Linked DNA regions of Columba livia: region 2 is linked to region 1. The links are chromatin contacts, called in public Hi-C maps. All regions are on one chromosome and are shown on one strand. The core of a region is the stretch at or near the end of the contact, and the rest is flanking DNA. Distances in the headings are between cores, read along the strand shown. Region 1 has its middle 48 kb from the start of INPP5A. Region 2 holds the start of PWWP2B (PWWP domain containing 2B).

The links. A called contact is a pair of places that touch in the nucleus more often than the background predicts.
Region 2: a contact with region 1 is called in a Hi-C map of liver, with 2.3 times the contacts expected there. The contact joins the promoter of PWWP2B here to the enhancer-like site in region 1. A contact is called at or near these places in 2 of 2 Hi-C or Micro-C datasets (crop and liver).

The regions. Positions count from the first base shown.
Region 1 is chr6:690,422-696,299 of bColLiv1.pat.W.v2, forward strand. No RefSeq gene overlaps it. Among named protein-coding and RNA genes, the nearest start is that of INPP5A, 48 kb to the left of the region's middle. Within about 2 kb of position 2,935, at least 1 of the 3 cell types and tissues checked has an H3K27ac peak away from gene starts, as active enhancers do.
Region 2 is chr6:760,511-766,388 of bColLiv1.pat.W.v2, forward strand. It overlaps PWWP2B (PWWP domain containing 2B), which reads right to left and starts at 3,014. Exons shown (of 3, transcript XM_065066620.1): 1 at 2,778-3,014. The coding sequence starts at 2,932. LOC110363863 reads right to left here. Exons shown (of 9, transcript XM_065066625.1): 8 at 5,529-5,656; 9 at 4,734-5,444.

The DNA.
Region 1 (5,878 bases), core at 1,685-4,184:
GAGCAGCCTCGGCTTCGGGGCGGGTGTCCCCGCCACTGCACCCCGCCGGCACGTGACACCCAGCAACAACCCCTTGGTTCGCCTTCGTTCTAGGCTGCGTTACCTGCCCAGAGCAGGGGCAGGCGGGGTGCGCGTCGGGAGCCGCAGGGCAGGGCTGGGCAGCCGGGAATAGTTTAACTGGCAGTCTGGCCAAATAGTGACTGGAAATGCAGAGGCTGTGAGTTCCCAGCAGCAACAGATGTCTTCTTTTCCCTGTGAAGCCTGAAGACACCAGAACGCTCCGGGGGTTGTCTGGGTCCTGCCAACTCTCATCGCTATTACTTCAGCTTGCACGCTTTCCTTCCAAGCGTATTTCCTCCAAGTACCATATCTCCACAATCACCCTTTGGCTGACATCTTCCAAAGGCAGCAGCCTGCTTGAGCATTACGTGGCCTTCCCACTCCTCGTGATCTCCCCCGGCCCCATAAGTCACTTCTTGGCAAAGCACGTTCCCGGTGGAGCGTCCCCGGGGAGCGAGACCTTCCTACGCGAAGGTTTCAGTCTGGGCAGCGCTCCCATGTTGGATGCTGCCCGGCTTCGTCGTGATGAAGCAGCAAGTGAAATGTACTCACATAACACATCTTCGGTGCTTCCCACGGCGCCTTCCCACGTCCTCGCCTCGTCTCAGCGCGAGGAGCGCTGTGGTGAGAGCCCTCCCCGCTGCAAGGGCTGTGCTGCACCAGCATTGGTGCTGTGGCTTTGGGGGACATTCAGTGGTGCAGGGGACCAGCCACGCTCCTCCAGCCCCGTCTGGGGGGGCTCGGACAGGATGGCAGTGAGTACACAACAGTAAGAAAAGAGACTTTGAAAAATTTGTTTAAAGGATGATGAGGTGTTTGAGTTCCACATGAGGATGTCCTGGCTGGGGTGACTGGCACTGGCCCCAGCCACATTCCATCCCCATGGCCTGTTCAACCCATGCATGCCATGGGAACAACACGCTCGGTGGCCTCTCTGCAAGAAGGAGGGTGGGAGGACGGGGATGGCGCAGGGCAAGCCGGAGGTGCCCAGGAGAAGGGGCACAGGAGATCCTAATGCACACAGATGAGGAAAATCCCCACAGCAGAAAACACCGGGAGACAGATCGCTGGGGCAAAGCCCACGTCAGGGAAGCAGGTTCCCGGTGCCCCGGAAAGTGGAAGGGTAGTGACATCTGCCCTGAGACAGACGCTAATTGAGCAAAAACTTATTGAAATCAATACTCCGGAGGTTATTTCCACATGGTGGTGTGAGCTAATTAACTCTCCCGTGCAGGCTGCAGTCCTGCAGACTGTGACCCTCTCTGCCATGCTCAGGCTCCTGCTCCTCTCCTCTCAAAATAACGCCTGTGTAAGCAGCACTTGAAACAGGAATTAAAAGCAGCCGGGGTCACGCTGACACACACACCTGCACCCAAAGGTCACTACGGTGCCTGAACTTCTTTATAGATACAAACTGCAGTATTGAAGACTTGTAACAGAGAGCAATGTCCACCAGCACCAGTGCGGGAGAGCCGGGCAGTGCAAACCCTGCTCCCACAGCCGCTGCGGCTGTGCCTGCTCACCAGACACGCTTCCCTCGGAGGAAGCCCGCTGTTTGGCACGGGCATGCTGCAGGGGATGGCTACCGGCAACAGACACTGGGAAACGCAGAAACAGGAGGCAAAAACATATTGAAATGATACGTTTTCCTCCCCATGCAGCCGCAGGGTCCCCCACTCCAGTCAACAGCTGCATATCACGCGTGTTCAATGCTGTCCAGTTCTGGCTGAAAAACCAGATTTGCTCTGTAATTCGACAATGTAAAGTAGCAAGTACATAAATGCTAACTTGACTTTAGAAACCTGCAAGAGGCACAGCCGAAACCCCAGCGCCAGGGATGCGGAGGAAGGTGCTGTGGGGAGCGCAGGCTGCCTTTCAACATCATTTGTGCAGTGCTTGACTAGTCATGCTTCATTTTCACTTCTATTTATCCCATATGCCATGTATCCGGATTTCTGTAACATTACTGAACACAATGTTGGGTTTTTTTGTTTAAACAGCAGCTGCAGGGCCCATCTCCGTTGCCTGTGTCACCCGGCATCAGCACCACGGCATTCAGAGATGGCAGCAGAAGCCACAGCCCATTAATCTGGCAGTGAAAGCACTGCCCAAACAAGAACAGCTCACCGGATACATCAGTACAGTGCCCCAAAGCCCACAGAGCACCACCAGCGTTGATGGAGATCATTCTTGCCTAGGGCAAAACTTTTACTTGAAAAGTACAAGATTATACATGAGAGAAAATGTGGAGTTTTGAAACAACATATAACCGTGACGTTTGCAAAAGTGACTATGGCAGGGTGAGACACTTGCTCTGGACACCCCAGGGCAGGATCCCCGGGTCCGGGTTCTGCCCACATCAGCCATGGGGGTTGTGTTCTCTCTGCAACTCAGCTATGCCCTGACTTCGAGAGCTGTGCAACGTGAAACAGTATTCCTGTGTTGTCTTTCTGGGGTCTGGGACAGCTAAATACACCTTATTTTCCCATGAACAGTGTGGAAAGGCCAGTAAGTGAACGCAAGGAAAGACAGGGCTTGTGCTTGCAGAGAAATATCTGGTGGGTTTTGGTTAGTACCTCCCCAGACGCTGCTCCAGGATGGCACAGATACAGTTTTTCAAATTGCTTGAAGTTATTCCAGACTCATGATGAGAAAGGAATCAGGTTATTACAAACAGCAAAGACAAGCAGTACGGTTTGGATTCCAAAGTGATTGCATGTGCTCTATCAGGCAAGCAGGCTGGCTCTGCTCCTGCCGGCACCGCGCACGCCCGCCCAGCGCCGCAGCCCCCGGGCCTGTCCGCCGCGGGACCCACCGGGCCGGGACTCGCACGGAGCTGAAGCGCAGAGCGGGGCGCTGGGGATTCGGTCTCGTTTCTGTCCTGCTGAAATGGGGGATTAGCCCGCAGGGTCTGCGCTTCCCGCGGGAGATGCGCGCACACAGCATCTCCATTGCTCCGACAGCCGCCGTGCCGGCCGTTCCGCGGGGTCCCCGTTGTCCCACGTGTCGCCCCGGTCCCGCGGGGTCCCTATTGTCCCCGTTCCGCGGAGCGGGGCCCGAGCGGCGGTTCCGCCTCGCCGACAGCGCCCCCTGCCGCGCAGCTCCAGACAGCAGCGCTGCCGGCCGGCGCCCTGGGGACAGGGACACGGGCTGTCCCCACCAGAACAGGTCCCGCGGACACGCCCGTCCTGCCGGCTGGCACCGGGGCCAGCCAGCACCGGGCGTCCCGCTGTGCGGCAGCTGGACCGGCTGGACCCAAGAGCACCAGCAGGACTCACTCCCCCAGGAGAAAAAACCCAGTGATTCCAGTACCTGATAAACAGATGCAGGGGGGTTGGCTGGGTTTCTTTGGGTTGTTTTCCCTATTTTTTACACTTTGTTTTTGGTATACCACATCTCACCTTCTATTTCCACCTCTGTGGATGAGACTGCTTTGTTAAAACCTTCCATTCTCCATCTCACTGATGTCCTCAAGGACAGCGAGACTTGGAGGAGTCACAAGGGAAGACAAAAAGAGGAGAAGCACAGTCTGAGCAGTAAGACGAACACCTCTGACATGGGGGGACCACAGGCAACAAATAGATACCCTTTTTTCCACAGCTTTCCCCCACCAGGCAACACTTCACCTGCACTGTGGCATGTTAAGCTGCTGCTGCACCTGCAGCCCTGGGCACAGTGACAAACAAGGTGATAGGTGTCAGGACAGGCGTGCACCAAACCCCGTCTCCTGCCGGGTCAGACAGGACCTGGCTGCAGCGGCCCAGCGAGCGGCAGAGGAGCAGGAGACCTGCCCGAGGCGCCTGAGCTAGGTTGTGTTCCAAGGGTCTGGCAGCAAAGCAAACGAGCACCCCCAGCTGCCGCTGCCTGCGGGAACCCAAGCCACCCAAAACCTCATTGTTCACTCAGAGCGTTTATTGCCCCCTGGAGACAAGCACAGGAGGACCTGCAGGGCTGGTGGGTCTGGAGAACATCCTGTACCCAGGAGATACAGCAGCTTGGGTCTCATTCAACAGAGGATGCACTGAAACCCTGCTCACTGCAGAAACAAATGCTTGCATTACCCTTGCTTCCTTCACAACCCATATTCAAGAAAGATAAGACCCCTACCTGCATTTGCAGCTCCCACCAAAGCAGAGTCCCCCCTGCAGCCTTGAGCACAGCCCTTCTGGGCCCGGTTTAAGAGCCCTGGCCAGCTGGGGCCTCGTTAGGGGCTGAGGGTGGGCAGCTGCTGGTGGAAGGGCCGGGGTCCCTGTGCCCTGCAGAGGGGCCTCACGCACCGGGGGCTGCATTTCGTGTCCGACACCTGGCACTGACAAGGCAGACACTGCTCTAAGGTGTGCGAGGCCCTCGTTAGGTCTGCGCCTAAGTTCTGTCCATTTTCTAAACCAAACTTTAATGCAGGACTTTGCTTCCTTTCCTACGAGATACTGAGTCACAGACATTACATCCCTCCCCAATGCACTGCAGCTCCCCAGCAAGGGTAAACCTTTCATTGTTTATCTGCTCAAAACCAGATCACCACTGCCTAAAATAGGGCAACTGTTTCCATTAGTCCTTAATTGGGGTTATTTTTTTCCTGCCATTCGAACTAATTAGAGCTACCTGGCAATGTTTTCCTTGCCTGTTTTAATGAGGATTTTGATGCAGGTAGCAGGTGGCAGCTGTCAGCGGCCTGTCCACGTGCTCATCCGACGCACCCAGGGCTCCCCGGGCCGAGGGACACACCTGGAGCCCCCGGCCCCCCACCCCACCGCCACGTGGCCTCGTGGTGCCGAACCCGCACAGCTCTGTGTCACCTCTCCCCATCCTCTGTGGTACCTGGTCACAACGCTGCTCCTGGTCACTGCCCGGGACGGGGGCAGAAACCCCCGCCAGGTCCCCCCTGCCAGCGGTGGGGACAGCCCGAGCTGAGCGGCCTCCGGGCTGAGTGCTGTGGCCTTGTCCCCAGCAGTGCCCGCACTGCCTGTACCACCTATAGCATCCATACTGCCCGTACTGCCCGTACCACCTATAGCATCCATACTGCCTGTACCACCTATAGCACCCATACTGCCCATACCACCTATGCCATCTGTACTGCCTATACCATCCTTACAGCCCACACTGCCTATACCATCCACACCATACCCAGCCACGCCTCCCGTACCCACCCATACCTTCTGTACTGCCCATACCATCCATACCGCCCACCCCATCCATACCTCCCGGCCCATCCACAGTGCCCACAGTGCCATACCACCTGTGCTGCCCACTCAGCCCCTTCCCGCGTGCAGGACACCGGGGTCTGGAATGACCCACGGCCACTTTCCAGCCCCACTCGTGGTTTGGGGTGGGTCCCCCGCTGCAGCTCAGGACGGGTCCCCCGAGCACCGAGCAAGAAGGACATTCACAGAGTGCCTGTGCCCCGGAGCAAGGGGGACGTGGTGAGACACAGACCCCGGTGATTTGGGGCTCAGGTCACACTGGGGTGGAGCTGGGCAGGACCTGCTGCTCCCTGTGCCACAGCCGCGCAGCCCGGCGGGGACAACGTGTGTCCAGCACACGGCTTTTTCTCTTCCCGGCGCTGGAAACCTTGAATTGTTCGGAGTATTTAAAATCAATGTGCTTCAAACACGGGGGAGGAAGGCTGCTCGGCACAAATCACACGGGAGCTGGGCGGACACAGGGACCACCTGCATTAACCTGCAAGAGAATTCGCCTTTGTAATCTGCCTCTTAGGAACCCCAGTTTACCTGCACGCTCTATCTTAGCTCGCTGACATCATAGTTATTAGGCAGATCATTTTTATAGATGATGTCTTGCGAGGGGAACATTTTAA
Region 2 (5,878 bases), core at 1,764-4,263, 70 kb after region 1:
CCGTCCTCTGGTTTCTGCTCACGCATAATTAAAAAACAACTAATTGTAAGTTCAGCTGCAACAAAATTGCCAAGTGTTATTATCAAAAACACCATAACTGCAGTCAAAATGCATTTAAATCTCCTCATCAGCATGGATGCCGTGTAGCTTACTGCCTAGAGAGCGAATTCAGTAGAAGCAAGTAACGGCCAGTCACTGGACACCCCGCACCGGTGCTCGGGCAGAGCGGGACGGCTGCAGAACCCAGAACCCGTCCTTCGGACCTTCCACAGCCGCTGGGAACGCCGGGCGCGTGCCTGACCAGGTCCCCGGCTCCCGCAGGGGGGGCAGGCACGCACCTGCTCCCCCTGCCACTCCTGCCTGCAGCCGCGCCCCTGCAAACCCAGGCAGGTGGGTCTGGCTTCAAACCTGCGGCTGCCTCCTGGTGCCTCAGGTAACGGGAGTCCAAGCGCGGCAGGCTGACAAAGGCATCCCTGGCCTGTCTGCTGCCCAGCTGCCCACAGCAGCTGCTACAGTTTTAGAAGAGCAAAACAGAATTGTGCTGTATGTAACACTAAAACCAGTTTAACACACAAAAGAAAGCTGAAGAGCCCCATACAGGCTTTCCCTCCCTTTTAGCGTTCTCCCTCCTTTTGTGCAGACACAAGCACCTCCTCTAGCTGCTCCTCTCCCGCCAGTCCCATCCCACCAGCCTGCATGTCCCCTGCTCCGGCAGGGTGGCACAGACAGAGCACACGGTGACCACCGTCCCATGGCCGCTGCAGTGGCAGGGCAACGGGGAGGAGCAGGGAAAACATCTGCCACGTCTCTGGTTTGAGGCCTTCAAAGTTCAGCACCGAGCTGACGAATTCCTACTGCCTTTGGGACACATCTCGGCCTTTACCTTCCAACCACCAGCAGAACTACTCCTGTCACCGTGGTGGGAAAATCCCCTCTTCCCTCCACATCCCACATTCGGGGTGGCTGCAGTGGAGGGGGCGCTTCCAGCCTGCTCCCCACGCTCCCCGAAGCCACCAAGGTCCGCCAGGAGCCAGGCGCTCCCTCACATGTGACACTTCCTTCCTCTTGACCAGCCATGAGTCGGTCACCACGTCACAGGCTCCCCGTGGTCACCGTGGGCCAGCCCGTGCCAGGGCCCCCACAGAGGGGATGTGGCCCCAGCAGTAGCGCTGCGCAGCACCTGAAGGAGGAGCCCCCCGGCCCCCGCACTGCGGGGACTCACGGGAGCCGAGCAGCTCCCCCGGGAGCCCAGCTGGTCCCCGGGAGCCCAGCCGGTCCCCACGGGCTCCAGCAGCGGCGCGCTCCCCGCAGCCAGGCCTGCCGCGCACTGCCAGGCGGCACATGGAAGCCAAACGGCTTGTCTTTGCGTTTCCCCACCCAAAGCAGCACTGCCACCCCACCAACGGGCTACGGACCTGTCCTGCTCACAGACCTGAGCCTCTTCTAAGGCAACGAGAAGGAGCAGCAATGCCACCCTGCGTAACCTCAGCGGAAAGCCGAGCCCATCCCAAGGCTCGTCTTCGGCCACAGGAAAGTCTGACCATCAGAGTCAATAATCGCTGGGGCAGACGAGAGGAGACGGGACATCTGTCCTACTCACCAGCTAAATCACACCAGCAAACCTCTTCTTCCTGCCCTCCCCGCTGCGCTGGAAGCCAGAGAGGAGGATGCTGCCTCAGCATCCCCAGCCACAGATCTCTCGGTCCATGGGACGGCAGTGGAAGGGGCACCCAGCCCCGGTGACAACCAGGGCCACCTGCCACCCTCCCTCCCAGCAGAGATCAGTGTCACCGGCAGCACAGCCAGGGCACCAACGGGCTCTAGAAACACCCTAAAGCCTGGGAGGAAACACCCGTCTGGTCATTTCTATGATTCACTGGGGAGGGGAAAGAAAAAAATCACGGAGAAAGGCTGGGGGGGAATAAAAAGGGTAAAAAAAGTGCACGCTGTCACTAAAGAGGAAGAGAACTGGAATGTGAAAAGATAGGAACAGCTGGTTTTCTGAACTGACTGAAGGGATGCCGACCGCTCACTGTTTTGGCTGGAACTAGACACCAGGCGAGGTTTATAGGCTCTTAATAGAGTTCGATGCCTGAATACTTTTGAAAATCTGTCTCCAATTTTCTGGGATAGCCACGTGAAACTAAATAAACTATGAAAATTGAGTTCAGAAGTCTCGCTTCATACGCCTTCCAAGAAGAAGCAGAGCGGTGAAGCTGCCCGTGCTCCTCCCCAGCTCTGACCTGACAATTCACCTATTGAGCAGACAGAAACCAAACCCCGCTCAACTCTAAGACCGCGCAGAGCGCAGCTGGCCGGCTTTGTTAGTCCTTGGGAGGGCAGAACCTGCCAGCGGCGCGTTTAAAAACGCTTCAAAAGTTTAAAACGCTCTGAAGTAAAGCGCTCGGGGCACCAACGCTCCCCTGCCCTTGAGGAGAACAGGCCTCTCATGCCCTTCATGAGTGTGTCACAGGGGACCGCGACCTCTGCGGAGCCGCTCGCACCGCCGGGCAGCGGGGACACCGAACGAGGCGACGTCCCCAACGTCCCCCGGGGCTGCAGCGGCGGGATGGACCCGAACAAGCGACCGAACCGGTACCGCCCCCCCCGCCCGGGCCGGGGCGCTTTGTTCCCGCCGGGCGAACAAAGGGCGAGCGGGGGCAGCGGGGTCGGCCCGGGGGGCGCCGCGGCCCGGCCGGGCCGCGGCGCCCCCCGGGCCGACCCCGCTGCCCCCTGCGAGCCCCCGCCGCGCTCCCTTTCACCCCCCCCCCCCGTACTTCTTGGTGCAGTCCAGCAGGACGCCGGTGAAGCGGCGCTCCCCGCAGCTCAGCGTCACCACCAGCGTGTCGTTCACCATCTGCTCCACCAGCACCGGCAGCCACGCTCCCACCCGCGGCGACTCCTCCGCCGCCGCCGCCGCCGCCTCGGCCATGCTGCCGCCGCCGCCCCCCACCGGGCCGCGCCGCGCGATGACCTCACGGAGCGCGCACCCGCCGCCGCCGCCGTCGGTAAGTGACGTCACGGCGCTGCCCCCCCTCCCTCCTCCTCCTCCTCCTCCTCCCCGCCCCGCCCCACCGGCACCGGGGCGGGGCCCGCGGGACCGGACGCGACACGCCGAGCCCGCCACGCCCGCCCCCTGGCGGCCGCGCCGGGCGCAGCCCCGTGGGCACGCCCCTTTCGCCAGGACACGCCCCTTACGTAGGACACGCCCATTTCGCCAAGACACGCCCCTTTTGCCAGGCCACGCCCACCGCGGTGGGTTTTAAACCCGGACGCGGTTTGGCGCGCAATGGAGAAAGTGCGGTGGCGCTGGGAACACGCGTGGGAGGTTATTGGTGCGGTTGGTAATCACAGGATGTCAGGGGCTGGAAGGGACCTCAAAGCTCACCAAGTGCAATCCCCCCCCGGAGCAGGAACACCCGGGTGAGGTTACACAGGAAGGTGTCCAGGTGTCTGTTCAGTCACTGCCTCTCGTTAATCAGCTGTTAATTCAGACACACGCAAGACAGATGTCCCTGATGTGTTTGGAAGTGCATTCAGCGACATGTCACCCAGGAAGCAAGAAAGATGTTCAGGAGCGGCCACAAAGCTCCAAATGCAGCAGATCGCCCGGGATCCGCCAGCGCAGCCTTGGAACTTCAGAGAGATGAGGGTCAAAGCCATGAAAAAACAAAGTCATGTCCTTCTCAAAGTGACTTTTGCGAAAAAGAAGTAGGGCAGGTATTTTTTAACCTTGCATTCACTAACGGCTTACACAATGCGGTTCCGTAACGTGCCAGCGGTGTTTCCCGTGGGCCGAAGGGGATCGCGGTACATCAGTTACGCCGGCACTGGTCACTGCCCGCAGCCTGAGGTGGAGCCGGGAGCAGGACCCGATCTCACCGCTGACCGCCGTGGCCATCGGCTACAGGTAACGAGTGTTTGGCTGGTGTTCCACGGAAGGATCACGCTGCTCTCTGCGCCCCAGGGCAGACGAAAGCGCGCCAGGTTAACAGTGTCTCTGCTATTGACTAAAGCTCAATCCTCATGGGCCACAAAGGACCCAGACCCAAACGCGAACTGTTTAAGCTTAATGCAGGTTTCAAGTAGAGACTTGACAAGAGGGCTCATAAACGTTCACTCACACGAATAGTACTACATGTTATTTTCTCTGCTAACCTAGACAGAAAAGTAAACCCAACCCCCCTGAATTGGTATTTGGTATTATTTATGATGGAAAGTTTTAACGTTGCGATCGCAGTATCGCGAGGACAGGACAAGCTGCAGTTTGGAGGCAGCCTTGACTTTCTGCAAAACCTTGGAAATACATTGAGAGGAACACGTAAGCGCAGAGGAAAGTTCTGGAGCCATCAAGGACAGAGAAATCGGTACTAATTTTCAGAAGGAAAATGACTTTTTGAAGCATCATCCAAAACATTTCACAGCAAGCGTAGCCGCCAAACTGCAGAAATCAGTAAGGCAGCTCCTGCTGTCACACGCGCTCATTAAACCCAGCCCATGCACGTGCCAAGGTTTAAATGCGTGTATGTTTAAAATACCTGAAAACGGAGGGTTAATCCCGTTAGTGCAAACACATGCATGAGGCAGTTTGTAGGAATAAAGAAGCTGTTGATTATAGAAGGTCTGGAAGCATTAAAGCTCAACAGATTTTGAAAGCAATAGACAGTAATTACATGTACTGATAAACTTATTGCTGATAAATATATTTGTGAATAGTCCCAACTATATATGTACTTTTTACCAGATTAAAATTCATGTTTATTCACTTACATATTTCACAAAGCTGTAATAAACTTGAAAGCTGATGGGAGTTCGGTAAAACTCTTACAGTCTTCATGAAAACATTTCGCTTTTTAAAAATACAGCCAGAGATTTTAAAACATTCTCCCTTTTATTATTCAGTATACGGAACGCAATACAGTCTTATTCAAATACAGTAGCCCTGGGGTTCCAGGGTGCCGGGAAGGCGTCGTGCCACGTTCCATACGCAAAGCTCCTGGTGAAGCCCGTGAGCCGATCTCCTGCCTGACAGCCCGTCCCACCGCCTGTTCTACAACAACTTGACAGGAACAAGCACGGTCAGGCAACAGAACGACAGGTGCGTGGTGTGTGCGGGGCAGGCGCTGCGCCGCGCTGGCTGCCAGCTCGACGCTCGGTGCACTCGCGGCACAGCGCGGCTGGCACTCACTCGGCTTTGGGGAATCTGGGGTCTCCTGGGTAGCCCCAAGGCTCCCAAATGTCTGCTTGGACAGGCAAGGGGCATCCAGCCCATCCTGGTGGGGCTGGGACAGCAGTGTCACCCTCCCCGAGTGACGTGGGACAGACACGCAGAGCACGAGGAGTCCCCTCTGGACGTGGGGTGTCATTGTCACGCGTGACCCTCATACCTGGCTCGAGGAACCAGCTCCATGGGGAGCGCAGCTGGCGTGGTGCTGAGCGCGATGCTGTGGAACGAGAGGGACATGGTCGTGTCAGAACCGTGTCACGCGTCCCTGGCGCAGGGACAGACGCTTGGCTCCGTGTGTCACCTGGCGGCCCTGCTCTCTGGGGCAGGGGTTGTGGTTCCAGCGCATCACATCACTCCGGTTTGGAGGGCAAAAGATGCTTGAACGGAATCAGGATTTCTTCTTTTGGAAAGCACCCGTGCTGCGAAGTGCTGCAAACACCACACATACGTAAGGCCATGAAATGCACAGTATTGACGCGGACAGTTCACACAGCGACAGCCACGTGTGGCTGCCGGGCCCCCAGGACCCCCGGCAGGGTCCGGGCTCAGGGTGGGTGGCTGCAGCAGCCACACGTTGTCACCACCGCACGAGGAGCAGCTGCAGGGGAACGCTGTTTGACGGACTGCTGCTCCTCTTTGAGCAAGCAAAGG